Linked DNA regions of Mus musculus: all the other regions are linked to region 3. Evidence: chromatin contacts called from public Hi-C, HiCAR-type and HiChIP or PLAC-seq data. All regions are on one chromosome and are shown on one strand. Each heading gives the region's core, a stretch centred on a gene start, on an enhancer-like site or on the middle of the called end of the contact. The rest is flanking DNA. Distances are from core to core; before and after follow the strand shown.

The links. Hi-C and Micro-C count contacts between places; a contact is called where the count stands out from the background. HiCAR-type assays count read pairs that join an accessible place to other places. HiChIP or PLAC-seq counts read pairs in DNA pulled down with a chosen protein or histone mark.
Region 1: a HiCAR-type map of astrocytes shows a contact between it and region 3, with 3 times the contacts expected there. The contact joins the enhancer-like site here to the promoter of Lrp12 in region 3. A contact is called at or near these places in 3 of 39 promoter capture datasets (the 3T3-L1 cell line, cranial neural crest and liver) and 2 of 115 datasets of contacts at active chromatin or transcription factors (astrocytes and embryonic forebrain).
Region 2: an H3K4me3 HiChIP or PLAC-seq map of bone marrow-derived macrophages shows a contact between it and region 3, with 2.9 times the contacts expected there. The contact joins the enhancer-like site here to the promoter of Lrp12 in region 3. A contact is called at or near these places in 3 of 39 promoter capture datasets (the 3T3-L1 cell line, hippocampal neurons and liver) and 1 of 115 datasets of contacts at active chromatin or transcription factors (bone marrow-derived macrophages).
Region 4: a contact with region 3 is called in a Hi-C map of muscle stem cells, with 4 times the contacts expected there. The contact joins the promoter of Baalc here to the promoter of Lrp12 in region 3. A contact is called at or near these places in 6 of 39 promoter capture datasets (the 3T3-L1 cell line, 3T3-L1-derived adipocytes, hippocampal neurons and 2 more), 1 of 484 Hi-C or Micro-C datasets (muscle stem cells), 1 of 115 datasets of contacts at active chromatin or transcription factors (embryonic stem cells) and 1 of 9 other capture datasets (embryonic stem cells).

The regions. Positions count from the first base shown.
Region 1 is chr15:40,977,997-40,981,362 of GRCm38.p6, forward strand. The region is part of intron 5 of Zfpm2 (zinc finger protein, multitype 2); the gene reads left to right. Among named protein-coding and RNA genes, the nearest start is that of Gm46502, 190 kb to the right of the region's middle. Within about 2 kb of position 1,430, at least 50 of the 459 cell types and tissues checked have an H3K27ac peak or open chromatin away from gene starts, as enhancers often do. A contact at or near this core is called in astrocytes, where this site is marked.
Region 2 is chr15:40,956,879-40,960,336 of GRCm38.p6, forward strand. The region is part of intron 5 of Zfpm2 (zinc finger protein, multitype 2); the gene reads left to right. Among named protein-coding and RNA genes, the nearest start is that of Gm46502, 220 kb to the right of the region's middle. Within about 2 kb of position 1,448, at least 55 of the 459 cell types and tissues checked have an H3K27ac peak or open chromatin away from gene starts, as enhancers often do. A contact at or near this core is called in bone marrow-derived macrophages, where this site is marked.
Region 3 is chr15:39,942,155-39,945,328 of GRCm38.p6, forward strand. Lrp12 (low density lipoprotein-related protein 12) reads right to left here and starts at 1,840. Exons shown (of 7, transcript NM_172814.4): 1 at 1,450-1,840. The coding sequence starts at 1,528.
Region 4 is chr15:38,932,461-38,935,876 of GRCm38.p6, forward strand. It overlaps Baalc (brain and acute leukemia, cytoplasmic), which reads left to right and starts at 1,449. Exons shown (of 2, transcript NM_080640.6): 1 at 1,449-1,616. The coding sequence starts at 1,449.

The DNA of each region.
Region 1 (3,366 bases), core at 180-2,679, 1.0 Mb after region 3:
TGAGTTGATAGAATTCAAAAGCAGGAAAAAAAGGGGGGGGGAGCTTCAAAATGACCATACAGTGAGGTCGGAACAAAATGTGTAGCATTGGAGGAAAAGTTTTAGACCAAACCTAGTGAATCTAAGAGTTGTTTAATAATTTTGAAAACCCCAAAAAGTTTGTTACAAGTTTTGCTTATTGGTAACGTGGATTATAAATAAATGTAGTGATAGGGGACAAGGGATAAAAAGAGAAGAGAGCCATTTGTGTTCCATAGCACAGCTGCAAGGCTTGCCATGGGCCTGGAATCGTTCCCCGGGCTTTTGTAGGAGGGACTGTGAATACTGTCTGTATAAATCTCTCACCCAAAGGACCCATATGTCTCTGCAATATGCATTCTGGGTACTATAACATTCCTGACAGAGGCCAGAATCTGTGAATTTCACCTGCCTCAAATAAAGGACGTGTCGCTCCAATTGTCCCACTGTATCTTCTGGTCTGTTGGCAGTATAGATTCCATAGAGGCTCAGGAAAGTGCTGAGACCAACTTTACCATCCCCTTTTCTCACATTCCCCGCGGGGCTCTAGGATATTATTTCAAGGCTGGACTAAAGTTTTATCAACAAGAGACTTGTGCCATAAAGACTGCAATGTAAAAGCAAGCTGCAAGGAGCAGCTTTGAGCCGAGGCTTCAAGCTTTGTCATCACGCTTGAAGAATTTTCTGTTTAATGTACTGTAATGCAGTATTCAATGGGGACACGTTTAATTGAGTTTTACACAACCCAGTTGGGAGTAGCGCTGCAAGGTAGGTGATGTCTAGGTTTTTAATCTTCCACTCCGGAGAGGCTTGTTGACGGAGAGGTTCTTTCTCTTTGTAAGGAAAAAAAAAGGAAGCATGAGAAACGATACATCCGCGGATAAAACCAATTGGCAACCCCCAAAGGAATGAGGGCGATAAGGCGAATCCAGTACTTGTATGAAATAAAAGAACCCAACAGTTCATTTAAATGAGAAACAACACGTAGGATGGAGGAGGTTGTGAGTCTGAGCACAGGGGTGGGCAGGAAGGAGCCCCACAGACCAGCTGAAACAGGAGCAAGGAAGCACCCAGACCTCGCTCCAGGGGGTCCTTTCACGGAGATTCTGATGGTTGTTCATTTTGAAGGAAAGGGAGAGGGAGGGGGGTCACTTTTACATTAGAAACAGTGAATAGCAGCAGGACAGGAGCTGTATCAACCGAAAAGTGTTTAAAATAAATCACCATTTCTTTCTAACGTCCCAACCTAACCCCACAGCAACCTGGGTAAAAATAGTACCGGGCATGTCAGAAAGACAAAATAATACCTTCTATATCAGCTCCAAGGTATTAAACTTTCTTAGCGCCGGCTGTTCTGTTTTCTTCTGCCTTAGCAGTCTAAGCTGGCAGAGCAGAAGCAGCCCCAGTGTTCAAAGACAGCGTTTCTGTTTTGTCTCCATGACACTGGGCCCAACACTGCCTGCAAAGCTGGTCCAAGAAAACCTTTTCAAAAGAAAAATTAGCATTTATCATTAACTTTCTGGTCCCAGCCTAGGAGGGCAACCAGATAAGGATTTCTCCATATATTCATATATTTAAAGCGTCCCCTTAAGAAGGAATGCTGGCACACATTTATTTCTTCATTTTCGCTCCCCTGAAATATTTTGCAGGCTCTCCCTCTTTGTGCTATTATTCTGGAGGCTGTCTAGAGTTTGGTGGGCCTAGAATTCCATCTCAGAAGACCAGTGCATGATTACAGAGTCATTTGGGTTCCTAAACGCCATCTGCAGTGGGAGCCGGTCCTGGAAGACTGTCCGGTTATCTCTCATCAGCATTTGAGGCATGTGGATAATGAACACTTTGTTGCTGTCAGGATCAGTGCTAATTTAGGGTGTAGGACAAGGTGCCTGGTGGCCTGCATGTCAACATATTATTGGCATGAGAAGCATAGTGTTGTTGGTGTGTATATATTTTATTATTCTTCTTTAAAACTCATTTGCTTTATTGCACAGATTCGTCCAGTACTATCATTGTGAATGGAATGGAGAACCGATTCATTGTCAGTGTTTTCATGGAGTTTATGGTCTACTGAGAGATAAAGTAATAATCACACAGAAAAATTAAATATTCTCAAATAAACCATTAACTTCCCTTTGGTATATATGGAGATGAAGTCATCAAAACCAAATTTTGTTTTATCAATAGAAACAATCTAAGGCATGGCATTATAAATTCCTCTATTTGCCACACAGAGTGCCACATAAATGTTTGTAGATGCCTACTGTGTGTCAGGGATTATGTAAGGTACTGGCTATAAAGTAGCTACATGAACAAACACTGGTGTTTTCCAAGAGATTATCACCTAAGCATTTTATCATTTATTAAAAAAATGAACATTTACTGTGATAGTATCTCTTAATGTTCACAAAACCATCTTACATGTCACCAACCACCTCATTGGAATCCTAAACAATCACTTATGAAAGAAAAAAATTGGAAGCAGAGAGAAATAAAGTAATTTTGTCAAGATTTTCTAAAATTTTAAAATTAAACAGGTAACAACAATATAATCATCCTAACTCAGCTTACTATTTTTACTTTATTGTGCTGTTTGTTATAATTTTGTTGGATTTTATTTTTCTATAGTTTATAATTATGATGAGTAGATAGTTTTTTTTTAAAGCAGGTATTATTGGCAAGTTAGCTTGCAAAAGTAAACACAAGACTTGGATGGAGAGCTTTCTCATTGAAAATCAACGTGGCTTGTTTAATTTAGATGCAGAAAACTTGGCCACACATAAGTAGACAACGGAGAGGGACCATTTTGGTAGTTGTCTTTATCACTGGGGCTAGTCATACTCATGAGCAGAACTGACACGTGGAACTTTCTCATAGGCTGGAAGATCCTGAAACTGTATCAGTAACATTTGCTCTCCACGGCATCAGAATCTATTAAAATTTCCCAACTGCTGTTATTGGTTATTTGCATTGGTTATGATTATATGTATTGGTTATCTGAAAGTACTGATTTGTTTCTGAATACAGATCTTCCAACTGTCAGCACATTTCATTTTACTGAATCATACAATCATTTTCACTACTGTTGTCACTAATATAATCATAAACTTCTTTAACTGTTGGTGTGCTATGAACTCTAGACATCTTATTTTTATTAAATACATTTTAATTATATTATAACACTTAGCCCCTTCCCCATCTTTCCTCCAGCCCCTTCCCTCTAGCACTCCCATATCACCCCTCATTCCTTCTCATTGATGGCCTCTGTGTGTGTGTGTGTGTGTGTGTGTGTGTGTGTGTGTGTAGCTATATAAATGCAACCTGTGAAGTCTGTTTAAGTGGCTTGTATTA
Region 2 (3,458 bases), core at 198-2,697, 1.0 Mb after region 3:
TTTCAAATAATGAATATCATGAATTGCTGTTCCTTTTTTCTTTCTGGCTGTTGAAGGCTACTCACCAGTGTTGAATTTATAAGACTTATACTTGACCTGCAATGAACCCTTTAGTGCATCATTTCCTCTCATCCTCTGTGACATACCAGATATGTGTCTCTGTTTTACAAAAGATAGGTAAGAGAACTAGTTAGGTAAGTTGTGGATTGTGGTCATGAAGCTGATAAACGTTCATTTAGCATAAGGTTTATTTCTACACACTAAAAGCTATCCTCTCTATAAGAAGCCTTAAGACATTTCATGTTTTCTCCACTTTCTGCATGAGATTGGGAGAGACCAAATAATGTTCTGCAGTCATACAACCTAACAAATAGAGGCAAACTTTAATCCAGGTCCTTGCTACTCCAAACCCTGTGTTCTTTGTGCAATATGATCCTACCTTTCTCTATCCAACCATTTCATCATAAGTTCCTTCAAAACAATCAGATCATGATACCCTAAATTCATAAAGAATATATCTTAAAGTATAATATTTCTCCCCAAATATGCTGTAGGATCCTAAAATTAAAGAAGAGCCAATGACCAAATACTTGCTGCATGTTATAATTAGTCTTGAAAACTCACCATGTATGTTGGCAGTAATGCTTGGCCGATTACTGCAGTCATTGAAAATGTATTTTAGTTCTCCTGCAGTTAGTGCCATAACAGTGCTTTCCTGAGTAACAAACTTTGGGAAACCACATCAGGCTACCCAGGTCTCTCCCAAGGCTTCAGAAAGGATTGAAGGTAATTTTGAGTACTCAGATTGACACTGGAGGGGGCAGAGTATCCTGAGTTTCTGTGAGTCGTAGAAAAATATAGAAATAAGTCTTGTGGTTTTATAGGTTCTGACCTCTGTGTGTCTCGGTCCCTCTGTCTATCTATCTCTCTGTTTTTGTCTTTCTTTGTCTGTCTCTGTCTGTCTCTGTCCCTGTATCTATCTATCTCTCTGTCTGTTTCTATCTCTCAGTCTGTCTCTGTGTTTGTCTCTGTCCATCTGTCTATCTGTCTCTCTGCCTGTTTCTGTCTCTGTCAGTCTCTGTCTCTGTGTCTGTCTCTGTTTCTGTGTTTGTCTGTCTCTCTGTCTCTGTCTCTGTCTCTGTCCCTCGGTCCATCTGTCTTTCTGTCTCTGTCTATGTCTGTGTGTGTGTGGTATATATATGTCCATGCAGTATATGTGTGTATGGTGTATGTATAGTGCATTTTTGTGGAGAATAGAGGGTACAATCTTCTTGTATAGCTGAGACTACAGGAATATCCTGGAGTTTAGGAACAGCTTGATCCAGTTGCCCAGACTCTATTTTCAGTCTGCTTCTGTCTTCTGACTTCCCTTCCTTGTATAAGCAGCTAGGAAGTGGCGGCTAGCTCCAGACTTCTTCTGCCAGTACAGTAACACCAGTGAAAACATGACTTTTGAGCAATATAGAAACAGTGACTCACTATGACTCTCACTAGCATTCCTATGCTATGCTGGAAGCCTAAAAGAACTAGCTGGACATGAGCCAGTAGCGTCATAAAAACTAGTAACTTAAATACAGCCTTGGAGCTGTTGCCACAGCACGGGGTTGCCTGTGGCAGTGTCCAGGTACCTGAACATATGGACCATCAGTGCCAAAGTCTTTTGAGCTTTCACTAAGGAAAAAATATAGGTTCCTGCCGACATTTCTGTTTTCCTTATTTGTTTTCCTGCCAAACACACACATACACACACTACTTGTGAATTCTGTGTCAATACCATTACCACAGGACCCAACTATCTCAGAGCATATCATTAAATAAAATATAAATTTTGTATGTATAGCATTTTATAAAAGTGGTTTAACTGGGAAAATTTTAGTAGTGTTTGTTAAAGAATAAAAATAGGCTTCATCCTGTTACTATTGATGACTCAGACTTACTTAAAATACTGTTAAATATAGCTAATGCCAAGAATAAATATAACTATAAAGCTTTTATTTTCTAAGCATCCATAAAATAAGTATTTAAAAGTCACATTTTTGTCACTTACAGCTATTTGACAAGCTGGAATCGTTCTATTTAGCCAAAAGAAAAGATAAGACAGTTTTTGACATTAACATTCCTAATCTGATGTGTTTTTCCTGCCTCAACTATCCCATGTCCTTCCAGAAAGTAATTAGGTCATCCAGACAGTGAAAGGCCAGGTTTGTTGGTCATCTGTTTGTCGCCATTATTCTCAACAGACCCCAGATAATTCTCATTTCCTTATCTCCAGAGGCAACACACTCAACAGCCCCACACTGGAGTTAAAGAGTACACTGCTGGAGAAGTGTGCATGCTCCAATGCTACTAAAACCCACCACCTAAGTACTCTCTTCTTTCCATGGAGTAGGAGGCATGGCTACTTTTCTATGAAAAATATGAGAGAACTAATCGGAATATTCAAAGCTAAACTTTTAGTTTCTTCTGTATGGTGTTTGTTTCAATCATCTCAGTTTCAAAGTTTATTTTCATGCAGGTATTTCTAAATAACTCACTCACTAGGTCTCTGTACTAAGTCAAAATGCCAATCAAAATAATGAAATACTATTAAATAGCCCTCATTTCCCCTTACTACTGATTCTTTTATATGTGAGAGCATGGTATCATTGTAAAGGCTCTACATGAATTCAACGCCAATCACGTACCCTCTCTAGACACTTGTTTTCATAGCCTTCCATGGTACAGTGTTCCAGTGGCTTCTTGGTGGAATTTTTATGGGGAAACACCTAGACTGTCTGTGTGTGTTAAGACAACTGTAATACCCCTGATTACTATCCATTCAACCAAGTCTACCGTTAGGGTAAAAAAAAAAAAAAAAAAAAAGTATGAGTTAGCAGACAATAGCACCAGGCCTTTGTGATGATGTATAAGAATACATGCCTATCTGTTATTTAAGAAGGAACAATTCTATAGCTTTCACTAAGTAGCACTGAGTCTACTTATCTAGCCTTAAAAATATATCATAAACTCGGAGACCTGATGCCTTAAGAAACCATTGACTTTGTTATTAATAGGACACAATGTTTCCCTGTTTTTAACATTTATTTGTTTATTTGTGTACCTGTTTGTATATAATATTTGTGTGAGTGGTATGGAACACATGTGCTATGACACACATTAGCGGTCAGAGAACACATGTAGGAGTGGATTCTCTCATTTTGATCTTTGATTCCAACAACTGAACAATCTTATATTAGTGTGATTATTAATGTGATGATAATATTAATACTAATAATAGCTGTTCATCAGGCATTAAACTTTTTCTACTCTACACACTGTTCTCATTGTTTTCAATCCTGTTTATTATTCCAACATCTGCATGATACAAGCAGAATAATTCTATTCTACAGAGGAGAAAGCTGCAGCTCAGAAGCATGAAACTCAGCAATACAAGTAGCTCCTGTAATAAGAAGCTGGCA
Region 3 (3,174 bases), core at 590-3,089:
CAGTCAGGTCCCACACAAACACATCACTGACAGTTACTACATCAAATGTGGATAAGCCCATCACCTGATCAGAACAAAATAACACACCACGTGTGAACTACACTGAAAATATTACTATTTCTTAGCCATCATGAAATGCCAATTTACATTCATTATATTTTTCATATAATGAGAATTCTCAAGGTTTGAAAGTTACCATCATATTTAATTCCACAGATAAATACTTTCGAGATAGGGTTTCTCTGTATAGCCCTGGCTGGCTGTCCCAGAACTCACTCTGTAGACCAGGCTGGCCTCGAACTCAGAAATCCGCCTGCCTCTGCCTCTGCCTCCCAAGTGCTGGGATTAAAGACAAATACTTTCAAAAGAGGTGCTACCATATGCTGGGGAATTATATGCTACAGAAACCACCGCCACTATACTACTGAATTAGTATTTGTGGCAAATGAAGTGGACTTTTTATAAGTAAAAATACCCGCCCCCCCCCCCGTAGCTTCTGTTTGTTTTTCTGGAGAAATCAAACCATTACTCCAAAATGGAAATGTTAATTGTGTTCTCTGCAATATCCATTCAAGGAGTTAACTCATGAGAACTAAGAATGGTGAAGTCAGAGCCCAAGCTGAGGTCTCAGTGGTGAGCAGTCCTCTTAATTTCCTTTAGTTCTAGTTCATACAAAGCACGGTCGTGACACACAATCAGACTGCAATCCGTAAAGTAGTGTCCCTAACCAGATCGCAGACCGGAATGAGGCAAGAGTCACAACAGCATCAGAGGGCACAGATGAAATGATAAGTGAACTGGGAGTCAAGGCAGACTTGTACGTCCCAATAGAGAAAGACTGAGGTGGGGCTGGAAACTATTTTCTGGCCTTCTCTCCAGTGCAGCTACTGGGGAACGAGATCCTACACGCCCGAGACCCACAGAGCCCCAGGCGCAGAGGTGGAGGGGTGGGAAGGAAGCAATCGGGGTGCTTTTGGAGGGAATGGGGACTAAGAGAGATGGGCACGACAGCAATTTCACTGAGAAGAGAACTTCCTGCCTCGGGAAGGATCTGGGACAGGACCGTCCCGGAGGCGACCTCCCCTTCGTAGTCTCACGGTCACATCTTTGTGCGCGAGGACTGTACAGCCGGCAGCGAGCGCTAGAGGAGCGAGCCGCCGGGGGCCTCGCGCCGGGCTGGGGAGTTTTCCCGCACGCCGTCGCTCCGCAGGGACCCCTGGCTCGGACCGGCCCGCCTCCATCGCTCCGAAGGATCGGCGGCGGCCAGAGGACCCCAGCATCCCCGCGGGCAGACAACCCTCCCCGCACCATCCCGCGTGGGTCTTTGTCCCGTCGGCAACCCAGGTCTCCCCGGGTCGCCCAAGCACAGCCCGTCCTGGAGGCCCGGGGGGCCCCCGGGGTCGCCCCAGCTTTGTTCGGTCAGAGGGGCGCAGGGAGGTGGACACTTACCGTACACCCCAGCGAGGAAAAGCAAGAGCCACGCCGACCCCCGCCGCTGAGACTCTTTTGTGCTCCAGCGACGGGCCATACCCACGGCAGATGGAGGGAGCGAGGAGATGGAGGAGGAGGAGCTGGGGCCAGACGCCGCCGCCGCCGAGCCCCTGGCTGCTCCCTGCGCGCTCCGCGGCGGCGGAGGGGGAGGGGCGGGGCCGCCCGCGCGCGCTCCCTCCCGCCGGCCCTGCGTCGGTCGCGCGAGCCCCTAGCGGGCCGGCCTTCCCGGGGGCAGGGACGCGCAGCGCGCGCGCCAGCCGCAGGCGACAGGGCCGGCAACTGCGGGGCTCCGGCCTCGCGCCGCACAACCAGCCGGCGCCGCCACCCGCCAGACTGAGCGCGAGCCGGCACCGGCGCTCATCCGTGCACTCGGCAATCCCCTGGCCCGCCTGTCTTGGTTCCCGCCCCGCGCTTCCCTGGACTCGGCCGAGCTCGGGCGGATTTCGCCGCGCCTGGAGCCGGAGTAGCGAGGCAGTGCCAATCGATGTGCGAGCACGCGAACGCCGGCCGCTGGGTTCCAGGGGCTCGAGGGCTGGAGTGGGGAGTAAGGAGGGGGGAGCGGGACGGCGGGGATGTGCTCTGACCGAGCTCCGCCGCAGTCCCCGGCCTTGGTGTTGTGCCCTCCCCGGAGATCCTCTAGGCTGATGAGCTACGCGTGGAGGGAAGAGGGGTGGGAACTTAGAAGTCCGTTGCTAAGACCCCCGACCTTGCCGGCTCCGCTTGAATTTGGCTCTGAAAGAGTGAATGGGTCGTAGGTCCCTGTGGATAACCTGATGTAGAATCTCAGCCAAAGGATCTGGGGATACATCCGGCCGGGCTACAGGGTCTGTGCTTCTAATCTGGCAGGGAAGACGCAGGAGACCCTTTTGACACTCGGGTGGGGTGGAGTGGACCTGGGACGTGGAAAGAGGGATATCCCTGACCCCCCCCCGCCCCCCCCCGCCCTAAGCCTCTTCTCAGCTCCTAACAAGTATGACACTTCTTTCCCTTAAGTACCCATAGAGCTTCTGTCTGTAGTGACACACTGGCACTTCCACCTTTTTAAAGTGTCGTCTGCACTGTTTTGCCTGCTGTCCTTGCCATTTACAGGCACTGTCCACTATTCGCTGAAGATCAGCAGTGCCCTATGCTGTACTGTTGACACAGGCTATCTTTGTTTCCCGACAATCTTGTGAGATGAATATTATCCACGTTTTAGATAAGCTAATGAGACTCAAAGAGGTTAAATTATCCCAAAGGAGTTATCAAGTAAATCTACGGACTTTGTTTCCCCCATCCCAAAGTCAAGCACTTTCACACTAGCAGGAAACTCAAGCAAAATGCTTAGTACCCATCAGTTACATTAAATTTTAGTATATGCCTGGGGAGGTACATTAGAGTTTTCCTGTATCTCTTGCTTATTTGACCCTTTAGTGACCCCCTGAAATTATATGTCAGAAGAGAAAAGTTAATGCTTAAGAAATCTTTTACAAGATGGCAATAAACAAAAGTCCTGAACCGGGATTTTTTTTTTCTATTCTTTTTTGAGAACACAGCAATTTTGTTGTTCCTGATTCTGCAATCAGCAGATATGATTCCTTGTTTTATGACACTACACTCTGATCGCTGTTTTTGTTTGTTTGTTTGTTTTGTTTTTTGTTTTTTCCCAGAGCTTTTTCTGTTCATTGAATTTGTGTCAGGCCA
Region 4 (3,416 bases), core at 199-2,698, 1.0 Mb before region 3:
GATAAGCAGATGGCACCCAGCATCAATGCAGGGGCTACTTTAGTCACTGAGCATGGATCATGGTTCCTAGTTCACAGGGCTCCTGTGAGGGTTAAAGGGGCAACATGCACAAAGGCTCTAACGATGTCTGACACAGACAGGGTAAGCATTATTTATGGCCTAGCACCAGCTGTCTCTTCCTCACAATCCTCTCTTTAGCCATGTTGGTTACATTCTTAACTTATGACTCACACAATCAGCTAAGTGCTTACCGACTAGCCTACCGAGCCTGGCCTATAAGCTGAGATGTTCTGATAGCAAGCTAAAAAAATGAGGCCAGCCAGGGATCGTTGCCATATGTAACCTTTCTAGATTGCTTAAGAGGGTACCCCAAAAGGTCAGCCACAAACCCCGTGTTTCTGTTGTGTGAATCTAGCTTGTATTTCTTACCAAAATGTGAAAATACAGAAAAAGGACAAAGTAAACTACATTTCCCTCTGTTACCCAGAAGTGTAGCCTATACAAAAGACTGGCTGGTCACTTTCAGCAAATCAGCTGCAGTCATGAGCCCAGGACCTCCTGGGCTCAGAAAGGGCCTGGCTCAAATTCAAAGCTCAGTGAACACTGTCTTGACACTCTTAGTCATTTTATTTTTGAATTTGAGTCATACAAGTGAAATTCAAGGCCCCTGGGTACAGCTTCCTGTTGTGAGCCAAGTCCCAGATGGTGGACGGCCATCTAGACTAGGCTGGTGGAGGAAAAGGGATGGCCTCTCTGGCTGTTCCCTCATGCCCGTAACTCCTGTGGCATCTGGCTGGCTTCTCTCCGCTCATTTGGCAGATCCCTTCTTTGATCCCTGGGCCTTTTTCTCCTACAAATCAGGTACTTGTTGTGTGTCCTGAATTCCCATCTTGTCCTCCTTTTGCTTTTTAGTGAGGTCATTTATTTGAAGTTCTGTGTTTCTTGGCATTTGTTGTGGGAGACACACTTGCTCAGTCCAATAGGTGGAGACTAGGAAAAATTATCTTTGTGTAACCGTCAAGAGAGTGACCTTACTTCTAGGAATTTATCCCAGAGAACCACTAGGAATAAAATTATTAATCAAAAGGAATGTTATTCCAGTAACATCTAGCATTAGAACGTGGAAACAAATATCCAGTTAGAGGGCATTGGTTAAATGATTGCTTGTTCGTACGACCAGCAGACGTGTAAAAAATAACATGGCCGAGTGTTTAATAATGTGGAAAAGTTGCCATCAATGTGTTAAGTGAAAACTTCAAGCTACAAAGCTATTTTTAAATCTTATTTTTAACGTAAAAACACACGTATTCTTACAGGAAAAGATAGCTTTACCAGGTGGAACTTGAGGCCACCTTTTGCTATTAGCTGCCCTTTCTTTGCCACCTTGGGATTGCTTGTAACAGCTGCCATTTGCAAGCCTCTGGTGCCATTCTCTCCTTGCCTCCCCAGGTGTGCTGGAAGACGGACTGTCCTCTAACGGGGTGCTCCGACCTGCAGCCCCGGGTGGAATAGCCAACCCAGAGAAGAAGATGAACTGTGGGACCCAATGTCCCAACTCACAGAACCTCAGCTCAGGCCCTCTGACCCAGAAACAGAATGGCCTCTGGGCCACAGAGGTAGGGTCAAAACTACAACATCAACTGGGGATGGAGAACAGGGGTGGAACTTACAAATCGGGACCACCAGCACTGTGTCCAGGGAAGGAAGACCTCGGGACCTCGGGAATCGAGGTTTTCCACCACTCAATGTAAAAACTTACTGCAAATGCCATTTTAATCCTTTCCTTGTGGGCTGTTGAGTTTTATTTAACTTATAGAAACGAGTCCTAGAGAGTTGCCCTCTGGAGGAAATGTGTGTTGGTTCAGGTACACAGCTTTGTCCAAAAGTCTCCTTGTGTTAGGCAGCAAAGCCAGCGGAAGGAAACAAAATTGGCATTGTACCTCATACCCTCTAATCAGCTGGTCAGTGCAAGGGTCTTCAAGGGTGACTCTTGTAAAATATCATACCAGCATCACCAGAAAGCTTGCTGTTTGAAAGAAGGCTGGATGCGGTCCTGGACCAGGCTGGCATCCTTTGATCCCTTACTTCCCAGAGGTTCTCCTGCTGTGCCTGGCTCCTCCATGGGGTAGGGCTGGGGGAGTGAGGGCTGCAGCCCAGAATGAAAGCTCTGAGCAATTGGAGACTCTGCAGTCTCTTCCTCCTCCTCCTCTTCTCCTCCTCTCCTTCTTCTTCCTCTTCCTCTCCTCCTCTCCTTCCTCCTCCAATTTCCTCATCTTCCCTGAAGTCCACCATTTACTTGAAGGTTCAGAACCCACTGATCCCACCTGTCCCAGCTCTGGCCTCCTGCATCCCGAGGGCACAGTTTCCTACCTAGTGATGGTATTCTTTTTGTTTTTTCTTCTGATCAGTCCCTTACATGGTAGTTTATTTCCCAAAGCACTTTCTTTTTCTGAGTTGATAGATCACAAAAGCATTGTTTTGTGTAGATGAAGACAAGGATCAAGTTTTTCCGTTACAGCAAAGACATTGTAAACATGTACATGGACCTTAAATAGCATACAATGCCATGGGGAAGAATGAAAACTAGCTAAACCCCGAGGTGACCAATTTTATTCCATTTCACTGTGTAACAAAGCTTATCGTTTGCAAGAATTTTGCGATGGAATTCCTTTTCACATCATTAAGTTGCTTTCAGTGGCTTTGATCAGCAAACCAGTTTCAAATTTGTCTCCAAAGTTCATTACCCGAGGAGACTTGTAGAGTCAATCTTTCAGAATCTCAGGTTTCTTAAACATATAGTGGAAATAAAATAATATCCAAAGGAACAGACAGATGGGCCTCCTCTTATAGACTGCGATACAAAGAACAATGGGAAGGAGGGACAAACATGATAGCTGGGCCCACAACACAATGACCTCATTAAGTGGAATGCTAATGGAGCCCAAAGGCTAGCTGGGGAAGGGAGATGGAAGGGTCTTGTATTGTCTACTTTGTGCATCAGCTGACTTTCAGGAGACCCAGTCATCATTGACAGAGTGCAAGGCAGTTTGGGGTCCACAGAACCATGTTCACGAGGTTGAGTGTTCTAGAGAAGGTCCAGATGTCTGTCTCCTAATCCTTCTCTCCATATTTGAGACACAGAATGTGTTATAGTGGAGAGATGGCAGTTACCTGGAAACAGCTTGATCTACATGCTTGTTTTCCTTGTGCCACATTCTGCCCTCCTCACCCATCATTTCAAAGTTGTGTTTTGCACTTAAAAGGGTGCTAGCTCTTAGGCCCTCTAGGCTTTGGAATCCTCCCAACAGCATCATGACCATTTTATAGGCAAGGGAAGTAAGGCATGCACTGTATGGCACAGATAGTACCATATACGTGATGGAGATGAACCTGGTGGATCAGAGCATCACAACGCA